2 separate regions of the Rattus norvegicus genome follow, and region 2 is linked to region 1. The links are chromatin contacts, called in public Hi-C maps. All regions are on one chromosome and are shown on one strand. The core of a region is the stretch at or near the end of the contact, and the rest is flanking DNA. Distances in the headings are between cores, read along the strand shown. Region 1 holds the start of Pycard (PYD and CARD domain containing). Region 2 holds the start of Cox6a2 (cytochrome c oxidase subunit 6A2).

Region 1 (6,194 bases), core at 2,407-4,906:
ATGCCCTGTTGGAAAGAGTTGACACTAATGTGCATGTCCCAGTGCTGTTAAGTGATGGACTAGGTCTTGTTTTTCTCACTTTGTGGAAGGACGCTGACATAGTTTTCATCATTGCTAATAAGAAGCTAGAGTTTGAACTTGTATCCTTTCCATTTTCTACTCTTTAAGTTACTCTAAGGCCAGAAATCCAAGACTTCTTAGAACCGAGTTCACCAAGGAAAAAAATACAAAGGGAGAGAGGGAAGTCCCTTTTTGTGTGTGTGTGGGGTGGGTGGGCATGCACACCAGGACTTGTATGTGGAGGTTAAAAGTGTAACCTTGGGTACCTCGGTTTCTACTATGTTTGAATTACTGGAGTTTACAACGTAGAATTGTTCTGGGAGCTTTAATCTGAGATTCAAGGTAGGCACCACCATGCCCAGCCCATTTTCGACCTTTTCCATAATTACACTATTTTCACAGGAGAGGTAGAGGTACCAAGGAGGCCCAGAATACCAAACACCTACTACCTTCACTCCCCAGGCTGCTCTATTCTAAAGCCTCTTAGCTGTAACAGGCCTCTGATCTGACCTCCCTGCTTCTAGACTAAGGACCTAAGTAACCAACAGATTCTTATGACACCTATCTTCAAGCTTGATCCTTAAGCCCCATCTAACCCCATCTTCTTTCCTATATACACTTTTCCACATAGACCAGTGGTAAACACTTGGGAGTACAACTCTGGAAAGCCTTAGTCTGCTTATCTCGGCCTGTTCTAAGGCACACCCATTGGCTCAGAGAACAGTCTCATTATCTCTAAGACAAAGTAAACTTGCCACTATATTTTCAAAAAGGACCCTTTTAATAGACTGGACATACCAATAAAAGACCTTTTTTTATCCTCTTCAATCACTAATAAAATTTCACATGAACTTGTTGGCCATGGTAGCCTTAGCCTTTGATCCCAGCCCTACTTAAGCTAGAAGGGTGTAGGAGTAATGAGACCTTGACTCCATAGGTAGGACCACCATAAATAACACTTGCAAGAGTAGCTACTGGGCTGGGGATGAACTCAATTGTAGAGGGCTTCTCTTCCATGTCTGCACCCTGCCTCTGTCTCCTGTCCCCTGAATGATGGCAATACCTGTTAATCCCAACACTGCTGAGAGACCTCAGAGTACAGATGAGGGTCAGAAACAGAATGGCTCTGAAGCTCACAGCCCAGACAGTTAGTATGCAGCAGAAAGAGGAACTCCCTACCTTAAGGTAAAAAATGGAGAACTGACTCCCGAGTTTGTCTTCAAACTTCTGTGTAAACATGCACCTATATTCATATTCATACGATACAATCTTAATTTCTTTAAAAAAGGGTAAGCCCTTGGTGTTGGAGAGATGATTCTGTAATTGAGTAATGACTGCTCTTTCCAGGGGAAACCCATGTTAAATTCCCAGCATCATGTGGAGGCTTAGCCTGGAACTCCTGTTCCAGGGAATCTGGTGCCGCCCTCTTCTGGCTTCAGTGGGCACTGCATGCACAGCCTCCCATCCCGATCCATTTGTATAATTAAAAAAAATAAAAAAAAAAGGCTGGGGCTGGGCATGGTGATGCATGCCTTTAATCTCAGGACTCAGGAGGCAGAGGTGGGCAGATCTCTAAAGTTAGAGGCCAGCCTCATCTAGACAGCTTGGAGTCCCCACACAACAAAGTCTTCTATGAACTGGTTTGTTTCTAGATGCTTTTCTTTCTTAACCTTTACCTACCTACCTTCCTTCCTTCCTTCCTTCCTTCCTTCCTTCCTTCCTTCCTTCCTTCCTTCCTTCCTTCCTTCCTTCCTTCCTTCCTACCTACCTACCTACCTACCTACCTACCTACCTACCTACCTACCTATATACATACATACCTAATTTTGAAACAGGGTTTCTTTGCATACCCTTGGTTGTCCTGGAACTTACAAAGGTCTCTGTTTCCTGAGTGCTGGAATTAAAGGTGTGCCACCTCCATTACCTGACTCCCATTTCCTCTCATTTTTTTTCTTTTTTTTCGGAGCTGGGGACCGAACCCAGGGCCTTGCGCTTGCTAGGTAAGCGCTCTACCACTGACCTAAATCCCCAACCCCTCCTCTCATTTTTTAACTTGACCTGGATAATGTGTACTCAAAGGTAGACTTTTCGGGTAATATGGGGAAAAAACTCCCAAATGGGGAAACCAGGAATCATTTGAGAAACCTTTGGTCTGGGACAGTGAAGCAAGAACTTGAGTCTGGAATTTTGGTGTTAGAGACTGATCTGCGCCTGTTAGGCATATGGTCTACCACTGAGCCACACCCCTTAGCCCATGTGGCCTTTGGAAATGTAGCTTAGCTCAGCACAGACATCCGAGAGTCGAGAAAACACAAATACAAACTTGTTTTTAGAAAATTTTGTATACAAAACCAGGAGCTAGATGTGTAGCTGGAAAAGATACCTCAGCTCTGTTCCAGGTCTGTCACCAAGTAGGGCTGTGTTTGCCTCAAGGCCTCAAGGAACAAGTTCTTGCAGGTCAGGTTCCAGGCTGGAGCAAAGCTAAAGAGCTTCCTCATCTTGTTTTGGTTGGTGGTCTCTGCACGAACTGCCTGGTACTGTCCTTCAGTCAGCACATTGCCATACAGAGCATCCAGCAAACCATCAACTTCTGTGACCCTGGCAATGAGTGCTTGCCTGTGTTGGTCCACAAAATGTTCTGAGGGTGGAAGTGATAATGATATTTAATACTGCTTCAAAATTTACTAAATAGGGCTGGAGAATCAAGGCAAACCACCCACCATGACTACCTAGACAAAGTACATTCTTCTAAAAACGTGTGGGTAGTAGGAAGGCAGGCAGGGTCATTAGTCCAGTCTGCCTCCCAACTAGGCACAATAGATAGGCTGTGCAAGGGTGTGGTAGGGTGGGGAGGCCTCACCTGTTCTGGCTGTGCCCTGAGCAGGGACACTGGTTGCAGTAGCCACAGCTCCAGACTCTGCAAAAAAAGGAAAAAAAAAATGCCAGATGGTTCTTTTCCCTTTTTCAACAGTCTTTCGGGGTTGACTCCCACTCCACCCAGGGTGCTAAATTGAAGTCTACGAAGGGAAGTTTTTTTTTTTTTTTTCCCCCAGTATGGCAAGAGGAACAGAAAGTTAAGTGCCAAAGAGGCAAGCCTCTGGTGGTGTGCAGGAAGTTGAGGGTAGACAAATAAGGGGACACACTCACCTTCCATAATCTTTTGCAGCTGCTCAGCCAGCTCCTGTATGCCCATGTCTCTAAGCACAGTCATTGTGAGCTCCAAGCCATACCCCTCCAGATAGTAGCTGACGAGTTTATCAGTGAGGTCTATGGGGTCCATCTGCAGCAGGGCCCCCCGTGGGATGCGCCCATAGCCTTCCCGCACTGGCGCTGTCAGCAGCTTCATCTTGAACTTTTTAAACTCATCCGCTGTCAAGTTTTCAAGAGCGTCCAGGATGGCATCTCGTGCCCGCCCCATGGCTCAGGTGGGCAGCCGCGGTCACCTTTTACTCTTGCCGCTGCTAGCCTGCTGCAGCTCGCCTGCTGCAGCTCGCCTGCTGCAGCTCGCCTGCTGCAGCTCGCCTGCTGCAGCTCGCCTGCTGCAGCTCGCCTGCTGCAGCTCGCCTGCTGCAGCCTGCCTGCTGCCAGCCCTTCAAGACCAGGAAGTCATCTGCTTAGGCCAATGGGCGTGCCAGGACTCCACCCTCTTCCACTTACAGCGCCTGTTCTTTCCCCAGCGAGCTAGTTTTGGTTTCCGCCCCAAGACTTTCAAATTTGGCTTTTTTTCTAGGCTGCCGAAAGTGGAGTTGGGTCGGCAGAGGATGTCGGGTGGGGACAGAGGGTGGAGCTAAATTGTTACTCCGGCAGGTCCTGAGTTTCTGAGAGGCTCAAATAGAGCTTTTTTGTAAACCAGCTGTTGCTGTTTCTGTTGTTTCTTGGAGCATAGAAGCTTAGAATCTTGGAAATCTAGATGCCCTGAATCTCGTTTCCCCAGATCTTAGGATCCTCTCACATGCCGTTGGATATTAGAGTTTTAACAGCTAGAACACTAAGCGCCCTGAATTCCACAGACTTGGATGAAAAGAGTGTGACTATATGTCTTCACCTTACTTTCAGCTACATTTATTAAACATTTTCGTCACTCTGTCTCACTGGGGTCATGATGGTTGGGTTGGAAGGGCTAAGGCTTCTTGAAATCCTACCAAGTTCCCCAGTAGTTAAATATTTTGTAGTGTGATGACAATCACCACTAGATAAAACACGAAAGTGAAGAGAGACCTGAGTGGAGAGCTAGCTACTCCTTACTCGGGCTGGTTAGGATGACCTTGGAGCCTGCTCTAAGAATTCATAACCTGCTTTAAACATGGCTGGGAAGGGTCTACTGGTACACCCCAGTTTTGATCGATTCAGTCTTGTTTTATACTATACTACCAGTTTACCTTTATCTTCAAGCTCCAGCCACACAGGACTCTCAGTTTCTCTTGAAAAGTTGCCTTTTCAAGTCTGCTCATACTCTTCCCTAAGTCTTGAAACCACTTCCCTCTCTAACAAAAGCTTGAGTCTTTAGGCCTTAGGTTAAATGTTATTTCCTCTGAAAGACCAGGTTTAAGAGTCCTCAATCTAATCATCTAGATCATATTACTGCTACTTAACATAGTCTTGGGGTCTTTTTTTTGGGGGGGGGTGAGGTTATAATGCCAGGAGCATTCTACCTAATCACTACTTAATGGCTTGCCTATTTATTTACTTTAGATAAGGTCTTGTTGTGTAATCTAGGCTAGTCTTGAACTCCTGATCCCTTTTGCTTACCTCACTGACTGGTTGGAATTGTAGTAGGTGTATTCTATCACATCTGGCTTAAGGTGCTTAAGGTGCCTCCTTCCTCCAGACAGGGTGCCATTATGTAGCCCTGACTGACCTGGAACTCTACAGATCAGGCCTAGAACACAGAGATCCACATGTCTCTGCATCACAAGTGCTTGGATCAAGGTGTGTACCACCAGGACTGTCAGGGTTCTACCTGTTGATACTTTAAAATGAGGATTAAGTTTGCAGGGTGACAAGGTGTCTCCATCCTTGTGGCATGGTATCCCAGCAGCAATTGTGGTGAGATAGTCAGTGTTCCTTGACTCATGGTTTATGGCGTCTCATTGGTCCTGCCACAATTTCCAGATCATTATGGCCAAAAGAATACATCTTTATAACTTACACAAAGGATGTTGTCCCTTTCCTATTCTTGGGGATTCCCCAGATTCCTCAGAGTCAAATGTCGTCCTTTCTAAGTAATTTCAACTCTCCTTTAGACTGGAGTTCTCCATAAATGTCACTTAATATGCTTTTTGACAGTCTCTTTAATGGAAAAACTAGCCCATGTACAAAAGGGAAGGTGGACCCAGGTAGAATGGTCCAGAGCACCTTGCATATTGTCTGATAGCTTAGCAGTTTAGTTTCTGTCTTTTTAAAAATAACTGGTCAAACCTAGGGCCCCATGCATTTATTTGTTTTATTTTTGTTCTCAACCTGCCTTCTCCTGCTATTTCCACCCTCTGGTTTCTCTCTATGATGTTCCTCATGTCTCTACCATAGTTTTTATAATGTCTGTTTACTTTTTGTAAAGTCTGAGAACTTGAGAGCAGAAACCAGATCTGGACTACTTCTGGCTAATACCCAGCATTGGGCTTGTCACTGACTTAGCCTTGAGGAGCCTTTATAGAATGACAAAGAGTTCTGATCCTAGAATTATAGAAATATACATGTGTATATATTTTAATTCTTTTTATTGTGTCTTGGTATGATTGTATTTGTGGTTTGATGTGCATAGAGGTTACAGACTAGCATTTAGGAATTAACACTCTTCTTTCACCATGGATTCCAGAGACTGATCTTGAGTTTCAGGCTTGCATTGAAACCACATTATTTATTTATTTTGGTTTTATGAAGTATGGTTTCAAACTTGTAGTTGAAGATGACCTTCCTTCTGCCTTGACCTCCCAAGTGCTGGGATTCCAACTGTGTGCTACCACACTCTTGTATAGCTTCTAGCTACATATACTGAGCCTTTGTTTGGACAAGGTGGCCTTTGCTTTTAATTGAAACTTGGAGGCTGCAGAAAATGGCATGAAGGATGTGTGTGTGTGTGTGTGTGTGTGTGTGTGTGTGTGTGTGTGTGTTGCCTCTGAAGAACAATGAGATCC
Region 2 (6,468 bases), core at 3,635-6,134, 190 kb after region 1:
GAGAAAACTCCCAGAGGTTACAGAAAGCTGGGGACAGGGTGCTGGATGCTGCTACAGCAGTCCTGCAGGACGCTAACCAGGCTAAACGACTATGTTTCAGGTTACTTTGTTGAGCAGGAAGTGGAGGGTGTGAGCTGTGAACTTGGGCACTTCTTCAGCAGTGCCTTGGCTCTGAGGACTGAACCTGGGGCCTAGCGTTTGCTAAGCAAGTCCGACAGCCGCATCCTCAGTCTCCTGTTCTAAAATGTCCAGTTGATAGCGTGAAACTATTGGGCTCTGCAGAAGTTCTGGGTAGAGGCTCTGGCTTCTGGGTGCTGATGAAGTATGCTGGCCCTTCTTCTAGCTCTGTGGCCCTGGCTCATCCTGGAACTCACTAAGTGGCCCTGGGTATCCTAAAACTCGCTATGTAGACCAGCTGGCCTCAAACTCACAGAGAAGGGCCCGCCCGCCTGCCTCTGCCTCCCAAGGGCTGGGATTATAGATGGCCACCACCATGCCCTTCCTGCTTAATTCTATTGAGATCTGAGACATCAAGCATGGAGAAGGCAGGGACCATGACCTAACTGTTGAAATCCTCAGAACTATCCAAACACCTCTCGAAAAGACTTTTGAGTGTGAAACTTTTTATTCATACAGGCAGTGGTATTCAATAAGACATTTTCAAAAGTAACTATGTTCTTTGTTATTTAATTCAAATTTTTGATAATTTCATACACGAGTAATGTATTTACACAACCCACTCCCTCTTTTCCTCTCCCCTCCTACTCCTCCTGTGCCCCTCCCTACCCTCTTTTGTAACATAGTAAATGTCTACTGAGAGCCATTGTTATAATTCTAGCATTTGGAAGACAGGGGTAGGGAGATTGCTGTGAATTTAAGGCTGATCTGGGCTATGCTTTGAGCCTATCTCACAATTATAAAAAGAAAGAAAAATGAGGAACTGGTAGATAGAAACCTGTCAGCATTTAGGGTGCCCCTTGGCTTGAGATCCCCGGGCCGTCTCCTTTCGCACGTGCTCACCTGCCCCAACACAACTATATCTGCTTCCGTGCCTGCCACCAGACAGAGGCCGCACTCCACTTGTCCCAAGTAACCTAGCCTTCACGTCGGAGGGCCACCCTGGGCTGATTTATTCTGGCAGAAGACTTTGTAGGAGTTCCTGAGACCACTTCCTATCTGCTAGAGGAGGCGTATAAACGCTTTCTCGCCACTGGGAAATGTTGATCAGTACAAGAAACATGCAGACGTTGGGTCCCTAAGTGAAAATCGCTAGAACTTGATTGACAACTTTTTCCTGCCAAAGAAAGAGCCGGGACAGAGCTTCAGGGGTATAAAGAAGTCAGTGCACCAAGGGGAGAGCTGGTAACCCCAGTGCCTAGCAAAGGCACTGTGGGGAGAGGAGTGGAAGCTGGCACCGAGGCTGCAGATACATTCGGAGACCATGGTTGTCTTCCTGAGTATCTGCTGGGCCTAGTGCTCAGCAACAAGTGATGGTTCAAACGGAGATGGCGTCAGAGCTGTTTCTCACTCACATGCCGTTTTCTCCAGGCAAGAAGATTCCACCAACCATGTCAACTTTTCATCTTCCCACGGGGGGAGAAGGCAAGAAGCCGCACATCGCTATCGTGTGAGAAGCTAGGGAGTACGCGTGTCGGTCTCGGCTCAGGATGGGGAAGACTGGAGAACCGGGGTAAGGAACAAGGAGGGGTGCTCTGGGGACCATGCCACTATCTGGTCTCCGTTCCTGCAGGTGAATAACCTGAGTCCACTGAAGCTGGCCGTCAGAGTTAACTTCTGGGTCCCTGTCCTTCTGAACGGTGTGGCTGTGTGGGACGTGACTCTGAGCAGCCCAGCACAGGTACCAGCCTGTAGCATTTCTCTCTCCACAGTCCCTCTCTGTAATAATGCCATGCTCTTACCAGGAGGATTGCCTCTGCTCCTAGGGTGTCTCCTGCGTGTCCCAGATGAAACCTCCTCAGAATCCCGACTTTCTGACCCAGATTCAGAGACGTTCTGTGCTGGTGAGCAAAGCCCACGGACTGAGGGACACAGGAATGTACTGGTGAATTGGAGTGGTGTCGTCAGCCTGAGATGTTACACTCTCTACTCAGTGTTAGCCTTTATTTTATCTTTTTGTCTCTCTCTAAGGAAAGGCCCCCTCTCCTCAGCTCTGTTCCCTTCCTGTCCCCAGGACTGCTCCATTGCTGACTGCCTGCACTTCCGCTGTGACATCCCCTCCTTGGGCATCCAGGATGAACTTGACTTCATTCTGAGGGGCAACCTCAGCTTCGGCTGGGTCAGTCAGGTGTGTAGCCAATGGCAGAGCTGCTCCCCTGGCCCGTGTGTGCCTGATGGGTCTGGGGCATCCTTGGGTCAGGGCTGTTCTTGAACGCTGAGCTGCCTGCCCCCAGGTCTAATTCCCAGCTCTGCCCCACCCTCTCTTTGGCAGACATTGCAGGAAAAGGTGTTGCTTGTGAGTGAGGCTGAAATCACTTTCGACACATCTGTGTACTCCCAGCTGCCAGGACAGGAGGCATTTCTGAGAGCCCAGGTAGTGACTGTGGCAGGCGGGAGCCAGGCTGGTGAGAGGGCTCCGATGTTCAGTCTGTAGTGTTAGCTGTGGGATTTGCCAGATTGGACAGAAGATGAAGGTTCCTAGATGCACAGAATCCATGAAGGTTTCTGTAGCTCAATGGTTGGAAGCATTCATGGGTCTTGGCCAGTGAGTGGGGGTAAGTGTGTGTTTGTGCATGTGTGTGTGTGTGTATGAGTGTGTGTGTATGAGTGTGTGTGTGTATGAGTGTGTATGAGTGTGTGTGTATGAGTGTGTGTGTATGAGTGTGTGTATGAGTGTGTGTATGAGTGTGTGTGTATGAGTGTGTGTGTATGAGTGTGTGTGTATGAGTGTGTGTGTATGAGTGTGTGTATGTGTGTGTGTGTATGAGTGTGTGTATGTGTGTGTGCGTGTATATGAGTGTTTGTGTGTGTGTCTCTCTGTGTGTGTATGTAAGAATAAGCACTCACTGATTTTCAAATCAGGTGGAGACAACGTTAGAAGAATACGTGGTCTATGAGCCCATCTTCCTCGTGGCGGGCAGCTCGGTGGGAGGTCTGCTGTTACTGGCTCTCATCACAGTGGTACTGTACAAGGTGAACTGTTGTTTTCAAGTCATTTTCCTAACACAACTAGTGTCTGCCAGCAGCTCTGCCATGTACAAGATAGGACAGTGATAACTCAGATCGTGGTCATGGGGCAGCTTGGCCACATGTTCTGTCCCCATCACTTAGATTTGCTTGGTCTTTTTCCAGTTCTCCTTTTTGAAATAACAATTAAGACTCAGGTCACAGAACGGCTGAAGTGACATAGACACTCCATGTGTAAATGTGCCTGACCATGAGCCTATGCCTTTCTCGCCCAGTTAAGGGTGTAACGACTGCTCGGCACACGGTTGTCTCCATACATGACGCTGTGCACACAACTGCTTGGCACACAGCTGGAAGTTATTTTAGTTTCTTTCTTATCTTCAACTCCTCTACTTTCTCCCTTTCCTTCTTACCCAGTTTTTCTGACTTTATTATTTTATAGCTTGGCTTCTTCAAACGTCAGTACAAAGAAATGCTGGACGGCAAGGCTGCAGATCCTGTCACAGCCGGCCAGGCAGATTTCGGCTGTGAGACTCCTCCATATCTCGTGAGCTAGGAATCCACTCTCCTGCCTATCTCTGCAATGAAGATTGGTCCTGCCTATGAGTCTACTGGCATGGGAACGAGTTCCCTACAGCTCTGGACTAGCCTGGGGAACGTCCCAGGCGTGATGTCATACCTCCTGAGATGGGAGATTTTTATGCTTTTGCCGAAGTGTCAGACTTCAGTGCTGATCCACTTTTTTTTGCAAGAGCAGGGATGGGGTCAGCATAAATTTACATATGGAGAAGATTTAGCACCCAATATAGACTGACAGGAGTATGCTCAGTATCCAATGTGTTGCTTGTATGTATTTTTTAAAAAATAAATATGAAAATGCAGGGGGAAACACCACATTTTCTTTATATTAAAAATAACTTGAACTGAGATATGACCTACCCTATGGCCTGCCCAGCCTCTCTGCCATGCCGTTCCCAAAGAATCAGAGGACACCAAAGTTTCACACCTTTATTGCGCTTGGAACTGTCCACTGGAACCTCAGGGGCCCTTAGAGCCGGTATGGAGGTCAGTTTGGAGACTGTGGCAGAGTACGTCTGCTGAGTCTTCAAGGCTGCTCGTAGCCGGTGGGCAAAGGATTGACGTGGGGATTGTGGAAAAGCGTGTGGTTCCCATCCCCCCAGGAGAAGGGCTGTGGAGAGAAGGCAGACTGGTCACTGTGGTCCCTCCCCTGGAATTCCCCTGCATGCTCTCACTCATTCACCCTCTGGCATACCTTGGTTCGGATGCGGAGGTGGTGATAGGGGATGAATTCTGGGCGCTCATGGTGGCCAGCGTGCATCCAGCAGTTAAGCGAGCAGAGAGCTACGCTGGGGAGAGCCAGCACAAAGGTCAGGAGGCGCCAAGTGTTGGCTGGGAGAGCAAAGGTGGGAGTGAGAGCAGATTCACAGGTAAAAGTTATCACTGGGCCTAGAGGTCTGAAAGATCGGTGCCTGGTAGATCAGGAGAGGGGAGCCAGGAAAGGGAGGGAGGGGAAGGCAGGGGCCAAGAAAACAAATGGGCTAGGCTACTAAATCTCCCTCAGGCCTGGCCCCACTTACCTCCTGCGCCTCCGTGGTCTCCTTTGGATGCGCTGGCCATGCTCCGACTGAGGACCTTAAGAGGCAGAGCCATTGTTGAAGGGAGGCTAGGAATGGCACTGTCCTTCTCTGTCTCCTTCACTCAGTCTAGGGGATCTCCTCCCCACTCGCAGCCAATCACCTGTTGAGCCGGCACATGGATGGCTATTTTTAGGGACTTTCTCTGACTAAAGTGGGTCTTGACTGGAAGGAGATCCTCTTCTGGCAGCTGATGCAATGTGCCTTTTATTTTGGCAAGGGAACATTTAAAGTGAAATACGCCCCTGGCTTGGCCATACAAGCCTGTCGGCCCGGCACTTGAAACAGGTAGGCAGGAAGATCAGAGTTCAAGGCCACTGTGGTCAAGTTAGTGAAGTTGAGCGCAGCTTGAACAACCTAAGATCCCATCTTTAAAACAAAATTTTAAAATGGGGTGGGGGTCGGGGTGGGAGTGTAGTTCGGTTGGTAAAATGCCTGGAGTGTCTGCCTACTTAGTACCCATAATGCCCTGAGTTCTTTCCCTACTGCTACACAAGCCCAGTGTGGTGGCACTTATCTTTAATGACTTCATTTAATATTCTGTTCTCAATGGCTAGCACAGGGTAGACATGTAATATACCTAAAATTCATTAAGTGCCCATTTTAAAAATTATTTATCAGTGCTGGGAATTGAATCCCTGGGCTGCGTGCACGCTAATTAAATGTTCCTCCACTGAGCTTAGTCTTGGTGATTGCTGTATTTTATTTAGTATTGGTGTGTGTGCTCAGACATGTGAGCTCAGAGAACAACTTTATGGTTTGTTCTCTCCTTCTGGGAGCCAAGAGCAGGTCACCATGCTTGTATAGTGAGCACCTTTGCCCACTGATTCATCTAGCCAGCCCAAGAAGCTTGAAGGCAGAGTGGGGAAAGACTTAAGAGCCGGAGCTCTGTAGCCCGAGCTATATTCTCAGCCATCGGGCTTTCTGTTCTTCCTCTCTATGATTGGAGTTCACTATGCAGTCTAGGCTGGAATCGAACTCATGACTCTCCTGCTTTAGTTTCATCAGTGCTGCCATTTCAGGTGTGAACTGTACCGTGCTCAGATTTATAGTCTAACAGGATGCTTCCAGCTCTGAGCAAAGTTTGATGTTTCTAATCGGTACACTTTCAAGAAAGGACTCTTCTACACCTATACTCCTTATTTACTTTAATCTTGGGCTAGTGAGATGGCTCAGCGGTAAGGGTGCTTGCTGGTAAGCCTGGCATTCTGTGTTTGATCCCTAAGACACAGAAGGTAAGAGATCGTCATGCTCCCAGCGCCCCCTCCCATAAACATATAATTAAATGCAATAGAAAGAGAATAGTTTCACCTACCCAGGTTCCTCTTTCCGTAATGAATTCTTCCCATTTTGGGAAGAATTTCACTTTTGCCCCGTTGGGTTTTTAGGACTGCTGTGGAAATGGGACTTTAAATTTTCCTGTCATTCAACCTCCCCAGCCCCCATACACAGTTCCCTCTAATCTCCTCCTATTAGGTTCCATTGTAGCTATTGAAGAAAACGGAAAGAGGGAGATTTTTACTTACAGAGAGTTTAGGTCCCCCTTTCCTCCAAAGTAGCCTCTCAGAGGCTTGCTGAGAATTCCCTCCCTGCCTTCTCTGCTCCTTGCAACCACTTGGTGAGTGCTACAAAGGTCACTCCTGTCCTCTACCGCCATCGTGTGGTGCTC

The links. A called contact is a pair of places that touch in the nucleus more often than the background predicts.
Region 2: a contact with region 1 is called in a Hi-C map of the A7r5 cell line, with 5 times the contacts expected there. The contact joins the promoter of Cox6a2 here to the promoter of Pycard in region 1. A contact is called at or near these places in 10 of 12 Hi-C or Micro-C datasets (the A7r5 cell line, the Rat2 cell line, Schwann cells and 7 more).

Annotation. Positions count from the first base shown.
Region 1 is chr1:192,029,763-192,035,956 of GRCr8, forward strand. It overlaps Pycard (PYD and CARD domain containing), which reads right to left and starts at 3,657. Exons shown (of 3, transcript NM_172322.2): 1 at 3,208-3,657; 2 at 2,921-2,977; 3 at 2,362-2,698. The coding sequence starts at 3,478. The coding sequence ends at 2,445.
Region 2 is chr1:192,214,832-192,221,299 of GRCr8, forward strand. Cox6a2 (cytochrome c oxidase subunit 6A2) reads right to left here and starts at 4,885. Exons shown (of 3, transcript NM_012812.3): 1 at 4,743-4,885; 2 at 4,418-4,554; 3 at 4,139-4,333. The coding sequence starts at 4,815. The coding sequence ends at 4,250. Itgad (integrin subunit alpha D) reads left to right here. Exons shown (of 30, transcript NM_031691.2): 24 at 1,549-1,627; 25 at 1,751-1,858; 26 at 1,944-2,021; 27 at 2,192-2,305; 28 at 2,450-2,551; 29 at 3,040-3,150; 30 at 3,587-4,033. The coding sequence ends at 3,700.